2 separate regions of the Mus musculus genome follow, and region 1 is linked to region 2. The links are chromatin contacts, called in public ChIA-PET maps. All regions are on one chromosome and are shown on one strand. Each heading gives the region's core, a stretch centred on a gene start, on an enhancer-like site or on the middle of the called end of the contact. The rest is flanking DNA. Distances are from core to core; before and after follow the strand shown.

The links. ChIA-PET counts read pairs in DNA pulled down with a chosen protein or histone mark.
Region 1: a contact with region 2 is called in an RNA polymerase II ChIA-PET map of memory CD8 T cells, with 42 read pairs. The contact joins the promoter of Ptma here to the promoter of B3gnt7 in region 2. A contact is called at or near these places in 2 of 484 Hi-C or Micro-C datasets (both in embryonic stem cells), 3 of 115 datasets of contacts at active chromatin or transcription factors (embryonic stem cells, memory CD8 T cells and microglia) and 2 of 9 other capture datasets (liver and pancreatic islet).

Annotation. Positions count from the first base shown.
Region 1 is chr1:86,525,274-86,532,698 of GRCm38.p6, reverse strand. It overlaps Ptma (prothymosin alpha), which reads right to left and starts at 6,142. Exons shown (of 5, transcript NM_008972.3): 1 at 5,749-6,142; 2 at 3,455-3,526; 3 at 3,147-3,243; 4 at 2,895-2,968; 5 at 1,987-2,734. The coding sequence starts at 5,793. The coding sequence ends at 2,687.
Region 2 is chr1:86,300,801-86,308,036 of GRCm38.p6, reverse strand. It overlaps B3gnt7 (UDP-GlcNAc:betaGal beta-1,3-N-acetylglucosaminyltransferase 7), which reads right to left and starts at 4,816. Exons shown (of 2, transcript NM_145222.2): 1 at 4,483-4,816; 2 at 732-2,992. The coding sequence starts at 4,493. The coding sequence ends at 1,810. Gm28626 (predicted gene 28626) reads left to right here and starts at 3,977. Exons shown (of 2, transcript NR_151592.1): 1 at 3,977-4,073; 2 at 4,419-4,974. Gm16341 (a long non-coding RNA gene) reads left to right here and starts at 6,267. Exons shown (of 3, transcript XR_387210.3): 1 at 6,267-6,709.

The sequences.
Region 1 (7,425 bases), core at 4,893-7,392, 220 kb before region 2:
CTTGGGGTTGGCTGTCCTGAGGAGATAGCATAGGAAATGACACTAACTCCACAGCAACAGAGGCTCCTCCCCTGGACCCAGCCCTTTGAAGGGCTCTTTCCTAAGCCTAACAAATCTTGTGTCTCTACAGCCCTGTAACCACCAGAGGGCGCCCATCGCTCACGAATCTTCCAGAGTCCCTTTCTGGGTATCGGCAAAGCCAGCAGTAGAATCTTGGTGACCCTAAACAATTTGGAAATGTCCCCAAGCAGTTAATTGTGTGCTAGGCTAAGGACCGGGTGAAAGTATACTCCGATAAGGGTGGTAGTTCCCAGAGCTAATCGTTAGAGAAATAAGGACTCAACAGCTTGAATAGGATGTAGGCTCAGGATCTGGGTGTCTGACTCAGGATACTAGGAAGTCAACAGTCATTCATGCTATTGTCCCCATTCTCCAGAAGATTAAGGCTCAACAAGATTCACTCACTGGCTGCCTATTTACATGGCTACCAAGTCTATATTGTCCACAGGGCTGCAGCCTCAGAAAACAGGATTAGCCGCGACTAGCTCCATGCACAGCTGTTACAAGTGGAGCTCACAGCCCCTCCCCGGCTTTAGAGACCGCCCACTCCTAGACCCAGGTGTTTCTGGGAACATACCAAGGTTGACCCCAAGGTTGACCGACTGTCCGGGGATGAGCCAGCACAGAGATGATTAGGCCCAGATTTCTACTGAAGCCCCAGACTTTGATCCGGGAGTTTGAACAGCCCGGGCAATATGCAGAGCTAAGTTACAACCACAGCACACTAAGTCCTCTCTGCACCAAGGAGGGAAGACGAGGAAAGGTCGGGGCTTCCAGGTATAAGGGGGTAGACAACAGGGGCAGGTCCTTGTATATGAACCCATTTCTCTCCCACCCTTCTCCAGCCTTTGCTCTCCCTGTGCACTGCGTCAACTCCACATTTCCCCATCTCCCTTCCCAGGGAAGGTTCCACTTCTTTCCCGTCTTTAGTGGGATCCAGGGTCTGAGATTGTGTTTGGTTGTTTTTTGAGGCAGGTTTCTGTATAGCATTAGTTGTTCTAGAACTCGGAACTGTAGACCAAGCTCACCTCAAAATGCATCCTACCTCTGCCCCCCAGTTAAAGATATGCAATGCCATGCTAAATTTTAAATGCTCACTAGTTTCTACTCCTAGGTATAATCTTTGTGGTCCTGGGAACTCAGCCCAGACTGCCTGTGTAACTCAGTACTCATCAAAAAACTGTGGCCAACGTTCTTCAGTCTCCATTCCCTGCAGTTCACCCACCCACCAATACCTGAAATTCCTGGGCATGAGCAAACTAGGAAAACCCATTCTCCATAAATTCAGCCAGCCCAGTCTGTAAACTCTCCCCAACCTTTAGATTCAGTAGCTAAAGCGATTCACATTCAAGGACTCACATTCTTGGACTCCAACCCCTCAAGGTAGCAAAGCACCCCTACAGGATGCTCTTCTTACTCTTCTAAAGAACAAGTCGCCCACCCTCCTGCAGTGCCTGTAAGGGACTTGAACAGTCACTGTAAAGCTAGAGCTTGCCCAGGTTAGTCATGGGCATAGACCCTTCAGGACCTACAGGCTTGGCAGGCGAGCTAACACTAGGAGCCACTAAACAGTATACTAATTACATGGACAGCAGCCAGAAGACTCACAACTTGGAACAAGATGACTTGGCCTGTGCCACCAAGGGCTCTGTGTACAGCACATCTCTCCAGTTTATGCCTGGGACTAGTGGCCTAAGTCTCAGGAAGAAATGTTGGTGTCACAACAGTAAAGAACCTCTCCCAATGCCCCATGATTAACTGCAGCTTTGTCCTGACCTTCCCCGTAGAACTTTAAAAATGCCATCCAATTCCAGGACTACCCTCTCCCCAGAAAAACGGGTGTTGTGGCACATAACCACTCACTCAGGACGTTCTGGGTATAGAAAAGACCCCATCCCAAACAAAGTACACACAGAAAAACCAGGCTTTGAGACACCATTGTTAGAACAACTCAGCAAAATAAAATTCCGGTTTATTGTTGGACATTGTTTCACACATACATCAAACAGGCCAAAAAAAAATAAACAGCAACTTCATAGACAGAAAGAAAAGGAAAAAAAAAATCTTTTTATCTTTGGCCTTTTTAACCATCTCATACAAACCAACTACTTATAGTACAGCTAGGTACATACACAAAAGTTACTGGAATGCTCGGAATAAGATTGTTTTTTTGTTGTTGTTTTTGCTTTTTTTTACAAGGTTTTTTTTTTCTCCTTTGAGATTATAATGAACATGGTCACACCACAAGTAAAGTCTGAAGTAGGACAGAAAACGCTCTGAAGGCTGGTTTGGTCACCCGTTATCATTAAAAATGGCTGACCCCTAACAATATGTACAAAAATATAAAATGTAAATAAAAAATACAAACAAATTTTCCTTTTAAAGTATTTTTAAGAAAAAAAGTAGGGCCTGGGAAGTTCTGGTTCTTTTTTCCTCCCATGTTGCCAATTCATGTTGTAGTTTTGGAGGGGTGGTGGAGAGCGCATGTCATATCTGTGGGTGGCATTGCCCGCTGTGGGCGGGCGGGGCCTGCTTCTCTACTCGAAGGTGACCACGTTTAAATTCTGAGACGGGAAGTGGAGGGTGAATAGGTCACGGTGCGTAAGGTTATTTTTCCTTTTGCTGTCTAGTCATCCTCCTCGGTCTTCTGCTTCTTGGTGTCCACATCGTCATCCTGTAGAGAACATCAGGCCTGTGACTACACATAAGCTCCCTAGGCCTTGGCCCACAACTCCCAGAGAGCAAAGCTGGGATGGGGTCCACTAAGAACCCTTCACCATTTGCCAGAAACCCCCAAAGCTTTTAGTGCCCCAGGAAAGGAACCTCACACATACCTCATCATCCTCAGCTACCCGCTTGCCCGTAGGAGCCTCAGCTTCCTCATCTTCATCTCCATCCTCCTCCTCACCTGGAGAATCAATCAAGGCCCACATAAACCACTATCCTCCCAGCTGCAGATCAAGAACGGCCCCAATAGGAGGGTGGAGTACACTGCAGTTCAAAGTGGTCCAACTGCCCAGAAACCCAACCTCTCCCTTCTGGCAGTAAAAGCCAAGGAAGGAACCTGAGAAAACAAGACTACTCACCGTCACCTTCTTCCTCCTCCTCCTCTTCCTCCCCACCTTCTTCCTCTTCTTCATCTACCTCATTGTCAGCCTCCTGCTCCCCATTTTCCTCATTTTGCTTTAACAGAAAACACATCTGCCATTAGCCAGCTCTGAAGCAGGCCTGTATATCTAGTGCACCTTGCCCCTCCCCACACCATACAGCTACCACACCACCTCCCAAACAAAAATCAGACAAGTTCCCTTGTCTGGTCCAACATCCTGAACTAAGCTGAAAATTTAAAAAAGTATAAACTGGGAACACAAGCCCCAGCTACTTGGACACTCACAGCGTTCCCATTGGCAGGTGCATCTCTTCCATTCTCTGCCTCCTCCACAACTTCCTTCTTCTCCTTCAAGTCCTTTAGAAGGAAGAGGAAACCCGTTAGTCTTCAGAACAATAGAGGGCCACCCATCAGCCAAAGTGCTGAAAACTAGACAAAGCTGGTCCACAGGACCAATCTGAGTCACTGGCTACTTGGCCACCCTAGGGTAATGTCAGCATGGACCATAGTAGGTACTCAAGGCCTGTAGTCCAAATCCTATGCTTTCCATCTTCTAGATACATTGAAAACAAGGCAGACTCATGTGTCGACTCAACGCACTCCTCTACCATATGGCATCATAGCCACAAACCCGCCAGGCCAGGCAGACAAGCTCGGGAACTGTAGCCCTTACCTGCACGCCCTTTGCCGCCGGTTTCCAGCTAGAGGGAGCTCCACCCCTCAGAAACCCTTCTTGGAAGGCAGTGGCTGTGTGCCTTAAATAAATAAGGTAGAAGGGAGGAGCCAGTCGACGGTCATTCGCTCAGGAATGGATGGGAGAGTCTGGATGGGGATCGGAAAGCGCCTGGGCATGCAGAAACACCCCCTTCAAGTCACACCAGCCATGCTTGGTACTAGGGACCTCCTGGCCTCCACAGCCCAAAGGAAATAAACTAGCACTCTGGGCCCTGCGGCTTCGGGGCCGGACCACTGGGTAACTTTTCCCACTACGACGGCTGAACGGTCGGCTCGGTCGGGGCCCAGGAACATGGTCCAGCTAATTCCGCCGGTGCACCGCTGGGTTACCTGCCGGCAATGGTGGGTTCGCGCCCACCGGAGGCCTGCCTAGGACCCCACTGCACCCGCTTCCGCCCCCTGGCGGCCGAAGCCCGGGGGAGTGAGTGGGGGCGGGGTGGCAGCGGTGCGCAGGCGCATAGCTCACCCAGCGAACTACGCGCGCGAGCCTCTTGCACGCACCGCGCGCAAAGAGCACGTGGCCCGGGGCGCCAAGTGCGCCCTGTGCCCTGGAGACCCGAGGTCCGCTTTCATCCAGGGGAGCGGAGTCACCCACTGGAGAAAGCCCGCTCCGTGCTGCCCCCTGGGGTCCTGCCTGTGAGGGGCAACACGCGGCTTCCGGCTCCGATTTTGGCGCCAAGCTCTCGCGGTAGGTCACCAGGGACTCGGAGCTCCTCGGCTCCGACCCTCGAGACCTTCGGGGGGGGCGCTCCCTAGGAGCGCTGGACCTCGCGGGAATTCACCTGAGACTCCCGCCGAGGGCGGAGGTGGGACCATGCTTGCTACAAAGTGTTACAGCGGTGGCGGGCATCGCTCCAGAGCGCGCTCTGCACGGGGTCGCACCAGCCGAGGGAGATGGCGAGCCACGGGAGTTTAAAGAAACAAGGCGACTGGGACTGAGTCCCCACTGCGGGACAAGCGGGGTGCGAACATCGAGGTGTTTGAAAGCAACGAGTCCGAACCGAACACGGCTGAGGGTGGAGAAGACTCCACCGGGAGGGCGAGCCCCTGCCTCAGGACCCCAGCCAGGACCGCGGTGCTGCGCGGGCTTCTAGACCGCCACGGCACCACCGCAGCTGGGGAGCCGTGGGGGGGCGTCCAGCCGCTCCGCAGCTTCACTTTCTATTTCCTCCCCCTCTCGCGTGGGCTCGCCGCCCGGGCCCAACCCCGTCAGCAATGACTGACCCTGCGACGAGGTCCGCCGCCGCGGGGACAAACACGACCACCCGCGTTCACCCGTGGCTGCGGACCAGACCCTTAGGTGTCGCGGTCAGAATCCCCCCAGCGCAGCACGCCGCCCCATCCGCGTCATCCCGGATAACCGGTGGCCGGCCCGCTATAGGGCGCGAACCCGGGCGCCTAACAAAGAGCGACTCGGCCGCGGGCGCCCTCAGCTCGCCGGCGCCGCACACGCGCCCCCCACACTTCCGACTGCGGACGCGCCGGAGTTTCAAAGTTATTTCCGTGCGCCGCGGCCCCGCGACCCCGGCCCCGAGAGCGCTCAAACCATTCGCAAACAAGTTTCGAGAATCCGCGTCTCGGCCCTCCCCGTTTGCGTCCGAGTTCCGAGGCGACCCCAGGCCATCGGCCAGCTCCCGACGGCGGCACCAATGCCCGCGCCGCTTCGCGCCCCCTCCCCCGCACACAAAGAGTGTTGCCCGGGGCCATCGCGCCGCTGGAGGGTGGCGGGGTCGCCTGGAAAAGCGTTTGCGTGATGCTTTCCTGAAAGCCCGCAACCACGCGCCCCAACGCCGCCCGGGCGACGGCGCGCAGACCCCGAGGGGGCGGGCGGCGTCCAGCCTCACCTTGGTGGTGATCTCGGAGCTGGTATCCACTGCCGCGTCTGACATGGTGGGGCACGCCGGTGGTCCGATGCCGCGAGTGAGGGAATTAAAAGTCGAGTTCGAGGACTCTGGCGAGAGAGCTGCCGGAGTCCGCGCTGGAGGAGGCGGTGGGCGGCGAAGGTGGCTGCAGCGAGCGCGGAGCACGACCCAGGAACAATGCAAAGATGGCTTTTCGGAGCAGCCAGTGGGGGACTCACGCGGCGCCAGAAGCTTTAATATAGATTAGTGGGCGGTGCTCAGCCACCCTAGTCCCGGCGCTATTGGCTGAGCGCAGGGAGCGGGCGTCCTCTCATTGGCTCGATTCCGAACAATGGGCAAGTGAGCTTAAAGCGGCAGTGCCTCGGCTTGGCGCGCGCTGCGCAGTCCCCCGCCGCACTGTCATTCAGAGTGTTGAATTTTGTTGGGTCTCGCCACGCCGGAGGGGGGTCGCGCGCGTGCGCGCTCCCGCAGCTGTTTTGCTAAGGCCTCTGACGCAGAAAGCTAAAGCGCGGCAAAGCTGCCCGCCCAGCCCCGGTCCTCCCCCTCCCTCGCGACTGCTCGGAAGAAGGAGGGGGAGGGAGGGAGGAGGGGGAGCGGGAGCACTGCCCGCCAGGGGGAGGGGGAGGGGAAGGCGAGCGATGGGCGGCGCTTGCCCCGGGCGGTGTCCCGCGTGGTTCCCGCGCCCGGGACCTGCCCGCACCGAAGAGCAAGTTGTCCCAGTTCAAGTGAACATCAGTCCACACAACGGGGTGACTGTGACTCGCACCTTCCGCCCCGTCCTCCTTTCCCTCCGCCTCGATGACACTAGTGATCCCCACCGCCCACCACTGTCCCGCCGTCCAGGGTCAGCTCCGGAGTGGGCCTCGCGCCCTGCACACTTGGGGGGACTCATGCGAAAGTCCCGGTGTCCTCGAGCGAGACAGGCCTGGGGCCTCACGCCACAAGGCGGTGTCGCGCCTCAGGGCTCTCTGGTCAGCGTCTGCTGTAAGAGGTCACTGCCGTCGCGACAGCTCTTAACATCATCCAGAGCCCCGCCCGGCCATCGAGTTTACCCCTCTCCCCTAACATTTTGCAGGCTCCAGTGGGCATATGAACAGTGTGCAACTGGGAGAAACTTGTCTCCCCGGCCATTAGGACTAGTCCTTGAAGGGGTTCCTTCAAACTTGAGCCATTTACGGTACCACGCGGAGCCTGAGAAAAGAAAAACCATAAAGACGCCACACTCAAGATGGCGTTGGACTCGGCAAGCGTGGCGTGACGTGGCGACTCGGCTCACGCGAACAACTTCAAAATACTATATTACTCCATTTTTAGCGCTGTCTCACTTGGCTGTCGAACTAAGGAATTTGCCCTGTGAGAAGAGCGACCAGAATGGCTATAAACGGGTTCGGAGAAACGACTTCGCCACACTCAAGATGGCGGCAGATAGCGTCCGACTGTGTGTCGCCAGGAGGGGGCGCCCGACACGGAAGGCGGGACTTGGGAGAAACCCGCACACACTGGCTGAGAGTGGCGGGCGAACACAAAGTTGACGCTTTGCGCCCTGCCATTGGTCATTCCTGCTGTCTGTCTCCTGGGGGCCGTGGAATCGGGAGTGAGGAAAACCCGGAGTCTTGAATCGGGGAGGGTGAATGGGTGCCAAGTCCCTTAGAGCTTTGA
Region 2 (7,236 bases), core at 3,567-6,066:
CTGCCACCTAGCTGCACAACCAAGCATCCATCTCTCTCCCTTGACCTTTGATTAAATCATGTCTCTCCCTGGTCCTTAGATGCAGCTTCACAGCCTGAGCCTGTCTGGCCCTTCTAGCTCTCCTGCTGCTGTTTTGGGGGCTGGCTCCTCCAAAGGGCTCTGCACTGTTGCAATCTTAAAGTTTTTAACTTCTGGGAACTAGGCATACATTTTGCACTGAGCTCTACGCATAATATAGCCAGCTAACAAAGAGAGGTGTGGGAAGACCTGTGCTAGGGAGAAATGGTGGCAGCCCTGTCCTTTCCAACCCTAGGACTTGGATCGGAGCTGCTGGGCCCATGGTGGAGCGCTCTGAGCTGGACACAGCTGGCCTGCTCACTACCATCTCAGAAGATCCTGGCCTGGCAGTAACCGCTCTCCTTTCTCCGGAAGCAGCAGCTTTGGCAAAAGTCCTGCATGTGTTGGGCTCTCCTTCCAGCCAAGTCTACTTCAATGCTTTCCGAAGGACATCAGGGAGCCTGTGAGCCTAAGGGCACCCACTGGAACACTAGCCTTGGGCCTGAACTCTTGCCTTTTGCTAATTGATACTTAGGCTAAGGCTTCAGCTGGCCATGTGGTCACCTGAGTGTTAGAGCCTCGCAGGCTTCTTGCACCACCACAGCTCCCCACTTCCTCTAAGGCCCCTCTAGAGGTCTTTCACGCCCATTAGCCAAGACCAAGGAAGCAGCTAATTCAGACACCTTCAACAACCAGTTGTTTTATTGAGAAAATAGAGAAGATGCCTCCATCTTTTCCAGGTGACCCCAGCCAGAGGTGGGAGGTGGTATTCTTTCACAGGGGAAAATATCTGGGCAGGCCCCAGAAAAGTAGGGGTGTCAGTGGGGGAGGGCTTGAAAGGCAGGGGGTGAGTGGTAAAGATGCTAGCTGCTGAAGGAAAGTGTACAGGAAAGAGGTACACCTCCCAAGGCCTCCTTCCAATTCTTCATAAATAAAATTTCACAGTAATAGAAGAATGTCTACATCTAGGGCCCATCCGGCCAGTTTCTGGCCAGGGAGTCAGTATTGGTGAGGTGCCAAAGGTGAGACTTGGCTTGGACTATGCTCAAGGATCACTGTGCCTTGTGGGGGTGGGGGTGGGGTGGGCAGGGTGCAGGAGCACTGCTATTTTGCTCTGTGTCAGGGGCATAAGGTGGGGCACTAGCCCACACTGAGGTTTAGAGGAGTGCTGAGGTAGTCAGAGCGGCCAGTCAGGCTTCTGGACAAGAGAAGTCAGAGCCAGGAGCCATGCCTCGGCAGCTGACTCCAGGCAAGCCTGGGGCTGTGCTGAGGGCCTATGGAGAGAGAGCTCCTATCTTAGGAGGTCCAGCAATGTGGGCCAGGGGACACCTGTGGACCTGCACAGGCCTGAGCTCCCACAAAGGCTGCTTGACCCTCAGGGAGCCAGAGGCATTTCACAGGAAGGGGGCTTCCCTGTGAGGACAAGAAGCAGCCACAGACCCATTGGGGCCAGGTCTAGCTCAGGTACCTGAGCAAATGTTCCTTTAGAGTCCACCAGGGCCTCCTACCAGGCTAGAGAGGTCAGGCTAGAGGCCCAAGATAGGAGAGATCCAGGTTCTCGGATGACCTCCAGTCAGGGAAGTTCTGGCTATTCCTGGACCTCTTTCTGGGAATTTCTGGGAGTCCCTCTCTGGATCTCTGTACCTCACCACACCTAGGGGCACAGAGGGCCCAAACCCTTCACCTCCTGCAGGGGACCAAAGACAATGCCATGTATCCCCCGAGGACAAACGCACTGGTGGCTCAGCAACATTAGAGCACCTGGAACTTGACAGAACAGGTAAGATTGCTATGCACCAGATCCCACATGGCCAGCAGCTCGGCAGGGAGCAACTTGTGTACCACAAGCATGGCCCGGTAGAAGCACGGTTCCTTGTTCATCCGGCTGCTTCGGACCCGAGAGATGCCAAAGGTCTTGAAGCCCTCGTGGCCTGTGGGCTTCACTCCCAGCACCTCCAAGCACATGCCCAGGAAGACATCATCAATAGGGAAGAGTTCCAGTGTGTCACAGGCATGGTGGAGTTGCCGAGCTAAGCTGCCAGACATGAGGAAACCCCCTCCACCAGCATAGGGCGGGTAGGTGGCCTTACCATACATGACGGCTGGGATGTAGTATTTGTTATCTTTTTTGCGGATGGGCCGAGCATGTTTCAGAACATCACCTACAAATAGGTTTTCCTGGGGCTGCCGGTCAGACAGAAACTCGAGCAGGTTGGTGGGGTTGACAAAGACATCATCATCACCTTTGAAAACGAAGGGGACGTTGGGACAGTAAATGTCGAGCCACTTGAGGAAGTGGATCTCCTTGAGGGTCAGGTTGAAGAAGCTGTCAAGGAAATCCCACTGTAGGATGTCAGCATAGAGACGGTCCTCGTAGGCCAGCAGCTGCTGATAGTGGGTTCGCTCCTCTTGCTTGGAGGCCGTGCCGAGCAGGAAGAGAGTCCGCACTGCACCCCTGCCCAAACCCGCTGACTCCCATTCGTGGCCCCAGGTCTGACGAATGACCTCTCGGCGGTCATGCTGTGTGATGACCGACTTGACAACCACCAGCATATAGACATCGCCAGCACACTTCTCTGGGTGGTTCAGCAACATGGGGAAATACCGGCAATGCCGATAGGCTAGAAACTGTCGGAAGTGTGGCTCCAGACTCTGGAACCAGGGCTGATGGGTCAGGTTGATGTTGATAGAGCAGTTAGTGGTGATCACATCCCAGACCTGGGGTCCCCGAGGAACTGTGGGAGTGGGAGCCGCTACATCCTTTGAACTCTTCCAGAAGCTGTTGGGGTTGACCAGATTTCCAGTTTTGGCTGGCCCCGGCGTGGGCGGTAAAGGATCCTGAAGGAATTGACCAGGGGTCACACTGCGCTGGAAAACGGTGACAGCCACAAGGAGGGCCAGAGCCAGGCATACACTCTTGTAGAGGGTTTTCTTCCTAAAGGGGAGCAGCAGAGAGGAAGGTGAGCTGGCACTCATACTCCTCCTGAGGATTAGGGGCCCATAGATGGGCCAGTGGACTCTACTTCCTGGAAGGTCAGAGGAACCTGCTGCTTTTCTCATGCTAACTGCCCAACTCAAGAAGCACTGTGTATTCAGCTACTGGGGTCCCAAACCCAACAACAATTTTGGGAAGGGGGCCATTTAACCCCTTAAGTTCCCCCAAAATGGGACAGAACACAGGATAAAGTACCAGGCATGAACCCAGTGAAATGCTGTCATTTTGCCAGGAAAAGAGACCACTGTCCATCCCCTGAGCTCTGGTTTTTATTTTTAGTTCACATACATATGTGGACAGCAGTATCACTTTGAACCAGTCACTCTAAGGGAAAAAGACAGTATCCTTGTTGCAGCTTTTGGGGAGTCTCCTTGTGGGCTGCAGTGGGGAGTGGGTTAGCAGCCCCCACTGACTCAACAGAAGCGAGCCTTTCTTGCTCTAATTGGGAAGTCTCGAAGGGAAGTGGACAGATCCCATCACGACTCCTTATCCTTACCTTTATATTCTACACAAAGCAATGAGGTGCCTAGCCCTTCAGTCCTGGGGACGAAAACCCACTTTCCGGGGCCCCTACCTGGTCAAGTAAGCCCAGCACACCCTTTTCAGAGGCAGAAATCCTAGCTCTTCTCAGGAATGATCCTGCCTGTGCCCCCTTCCCCAAGAACCTTCCCTCCTTAGCTCACACTGGGAGACTCATGACTTTCCAGGACTGGGCCAGCAGAGAGATGGTTCTCACCTCCAAGTCTGGGAGGTACAAGAGCCAGGGGCCCACGAAGCACGTAGTAGATAACGCCAGGTTTTAAGCCTGCGGAGGCGCAGGGTGAGTGAATGTTAAGTCCTCCTACCCACATTCATCGAGCTTTCCTCAAGAGCCCCATGACTTCCTGGTTACCAGGTTGGATGGAGAAAGACAGAAATGACTGGAGGCGCGCTGCTGGGAATGGAAGTAAGAGAATTCTGAACCCAGTACTCCAGTCCTCAGGGTTCTAAAGAAGCTCCACGTCGTAGCTCCGGAGTCCGGGTAAGAACCAGCCTCAGGGCCCTGGCTCGCACATACCAATCCACTCCATTAGTAAGAGCAAAGCCGGGGAAGGAGAAGGGTCGAGGCGGTCCGGAGAAGAGGCCACAGGAGGGAAGAGGGACCGGAGGGGTCGGGTGTGTGTGTGTCTGCTAGTGAAACCCCAAGGCTAGAGAGACGTTGCATACAGGCTGCCGGAGTCGTGGCCGCAGAGCCAAGCGTGCGCCTCGCATCTCCCACATCCCATCTGCCGCTCCGGCGGCGCGCCCTGCTCCGCATCTCCCGCCACCCTCGCTGCCCGGGGAAACTGGGGTCGGCCTCAGGACACCTAGCGTGCATCCCTTGCAGTCTGCGGCCCCGGGAGGAGGTGAAGCTCGGAGGTACTCTGCGCCCCACCGGGACCCCGACTCACCACAGAGACATGGCGGCCCGGTCCAGGGCAGCTGAGCGGGGCGCACGGATCACAGCTCTGAGCGCCGCGGCTGGGGACAGCGGGACGAGGCCGAGCCGCACCCCCGCTGAGACTTTCTTTTTTTCCCTGCGGCTGGAGGAGGGGCCTCAGGGGCGGTGGCCCAGGTAGGTTAACCCTTTGTGCCCCGGCTCACTGTGGGGACAGCAACTCCGTTCAGCCCTGGCCACCTCAGAGGCACGCCCCACGGGAACGCGAAGGGAAGAGCCAGAATCTCAGAGACCTTGAAGATCGCCAACATCCTGAGGCGGCGACTTCCCCGCTGCTGGGCCTTCACGGGGTCGCCCGCCTCGCCTCCTTCGGGACACGTGGGGACGTCGGACACCGCCCACCTCCACGCCCACCCGGCGCCTAGCGGCCTGGTTGCTTCCTTCTGGAGTAGCCCTGGGTGTGTAGAGTGGAGGGAGGTGGATAAAGGCTGTTTCCCTAAAGTTACCTTATCTCTGCCCTGTCTACTTTTCTTCTTCCCGGGCTCGCTTAGGCCTGGGCGGCGATCTCAAGAGAAGATGATGCTGGGTTGCCTGTGTTAGACCCCCAGCCAGCTCAGGTCAATCCAGCTCTGGGTTTCCCACTCTTTCTGCATTACCACCCCCCAGTGAGAAGGCTTATTATCCTCTGCAAAAAGTCCATTCTTTTGCTAGCGTGTTCGCATGTGCTTTTAATCCCAGTTGGTGGATTTCTGCGAGTTTAAGGCCAGCCTGGTCTACATGGTGAGTTCCCGGCCAGCAAGGTCTCCCTAATGAGACTCTTGTCTCAAAACAAACAAAAACCTCCTTCTTGTATTGCCAACAAATCCTTCACTTAACCGCACCCCCACTTTTTTTTTTTTTTTGTCTCCAGGTTTTTATTATTCTGCGGTGTGAGCACCATTTTCTCTTGGGAGTGGGCTACACACCACAATCACAGTACAGGGAGGGAGGGGACACCTTGATGCCTCCTCTGGGTGACTTGGGAACATTTCTGGTAGATAAGGCTGCTTACTGGTCCTTCTGTCATCCAGATGTCTGGGGGTCTGGGGTCGCTTCAGAAATACCCACAGGACTTTTTACATTCCAGCACTTCCTATCTGTCAAGCCTGGTTCTAGGTCCCCGGCATCAGTGGCTCACTTGGTTCTGGAGACGTGTGCTATGGTTTGTTCCTATCTTACCAGGAGTTAGAGTCAGGGACACACACCCTTAGATGAAGTCACAACCTTACTATTCAAACCCAGGAGGTCTGCCTGGCTCAGGAGGTGGTCCCTGAGTCCCGGCTCAGGCATTTCTATCAGATAGTAGGACTGGGGAACTCAATACCTTTCTGCAATGCTGTTCCTCTCCCAGGGAATACAGGGAGACAGAAAGTCCCAGGGAGTCCTAAGGGTGAAGATTACTTTTGTCCTTCCCTTAGCGATCCTTAGGCTCGGGTGTGTGCTTAAACAAATAGTGGAATTTTCTGGAATTTGTAAGCTCCAGTCGGAAATGATGAAGGGCCTTCAGATGAAAAATTCAGAGGAGAATCCTGGGACAATGCCCCTTTTAAGTCCTCAAGAAGCCCTGGCCTGAAGTGTAAGTCTCACAGGCCTGGCTGCCTGCCCCTAGGAGTCACTGCAGTCCCACTAGTCCCAGGTCACACCGGTCCTCAGTCTTCAGTCCTGGTTGTCTTAGCTTGGTACTGGCTACCTATCCCTGTCTCTGCTATTTCACCCAGGATATTGTGGTTTGTTTTGAATCAGGGTCTTGGCATGCAGTTCAGGCTGGCCTTGAACTCCAGATCACTTTGCCTTAGCCTTCTGAACGATGGGGGTTATAAATGTGCCAACACAGCTGGCACACCCAGGCTTTGGGCGTCTCTCTTTTTGCCCTGTAAGTGTGACTTTGGGGAAGAGCAGGTGCTCTGTCTCAGCTCTCCACAAGGTGCCTTGGGGGAGACCAGCCCTCTTGGCCTCTGATTCACCCTTCATCCCAGTGTGGCATTTCTCCAGGTGTAGGTGAAGGTGGACACAGGTGTTTCTGGTAAGGGCTGAGTGCCAGAGGGTTGGGGGTTGGGCCAGTTTTCCCCACTTCCTGGCTGCTGCTGGGGGGCAGCTGGCTTATCCTCTTGAGACCTCAATTTCCTGCCAATGCAGAGTTATGTGAGATGACAGAGGAAGCAGACACACCAGTGTCCCCTACACGCTGAGCCTTATGACAGGTGGGTGCTTTTGATATTATGATCACTAATATTTGACCTATCCCAGGGGATCCCAAGGGAACAGGGAAGCAGGGGAAGTGGGGAACCGCCCAAGGTCACCTTGGGTTTTTCAGTTGAACTGGTCAGTTTGTCAAAGATCTTTTGGTCTGTGAATTCAGAATGGGGAAATGTGTAACAATGAAGTACATGAGTCCTTGCACGTGTGTGTGTGCGTGTGTGTTCCCCAGGCTCTGGTCACTTTCCAATGTCACCCTATTCTTCTTTCACTGAGCCACAGGTCCCCATTGCTACTCAGAACCACAGTGACTCCCCACCCCCACCGTTGGGCTCCCTTAGTCTGACTCCCTCCACCTGTCCAGCCACGAGGGCATAGCAGCCGGCTAGGGACTGTCTCAGAACAACTGGAGTGGCTGAGCAAGGCCAGTCTGCCAGTGGACTCTGCCACTGCCCCCCATGCTGTGGTGAGAGCTCAGTGGGAGGAGACCGCAGTTCCAGGAAGCATTGGTGTGGGTGGAAGAAGGGATTGA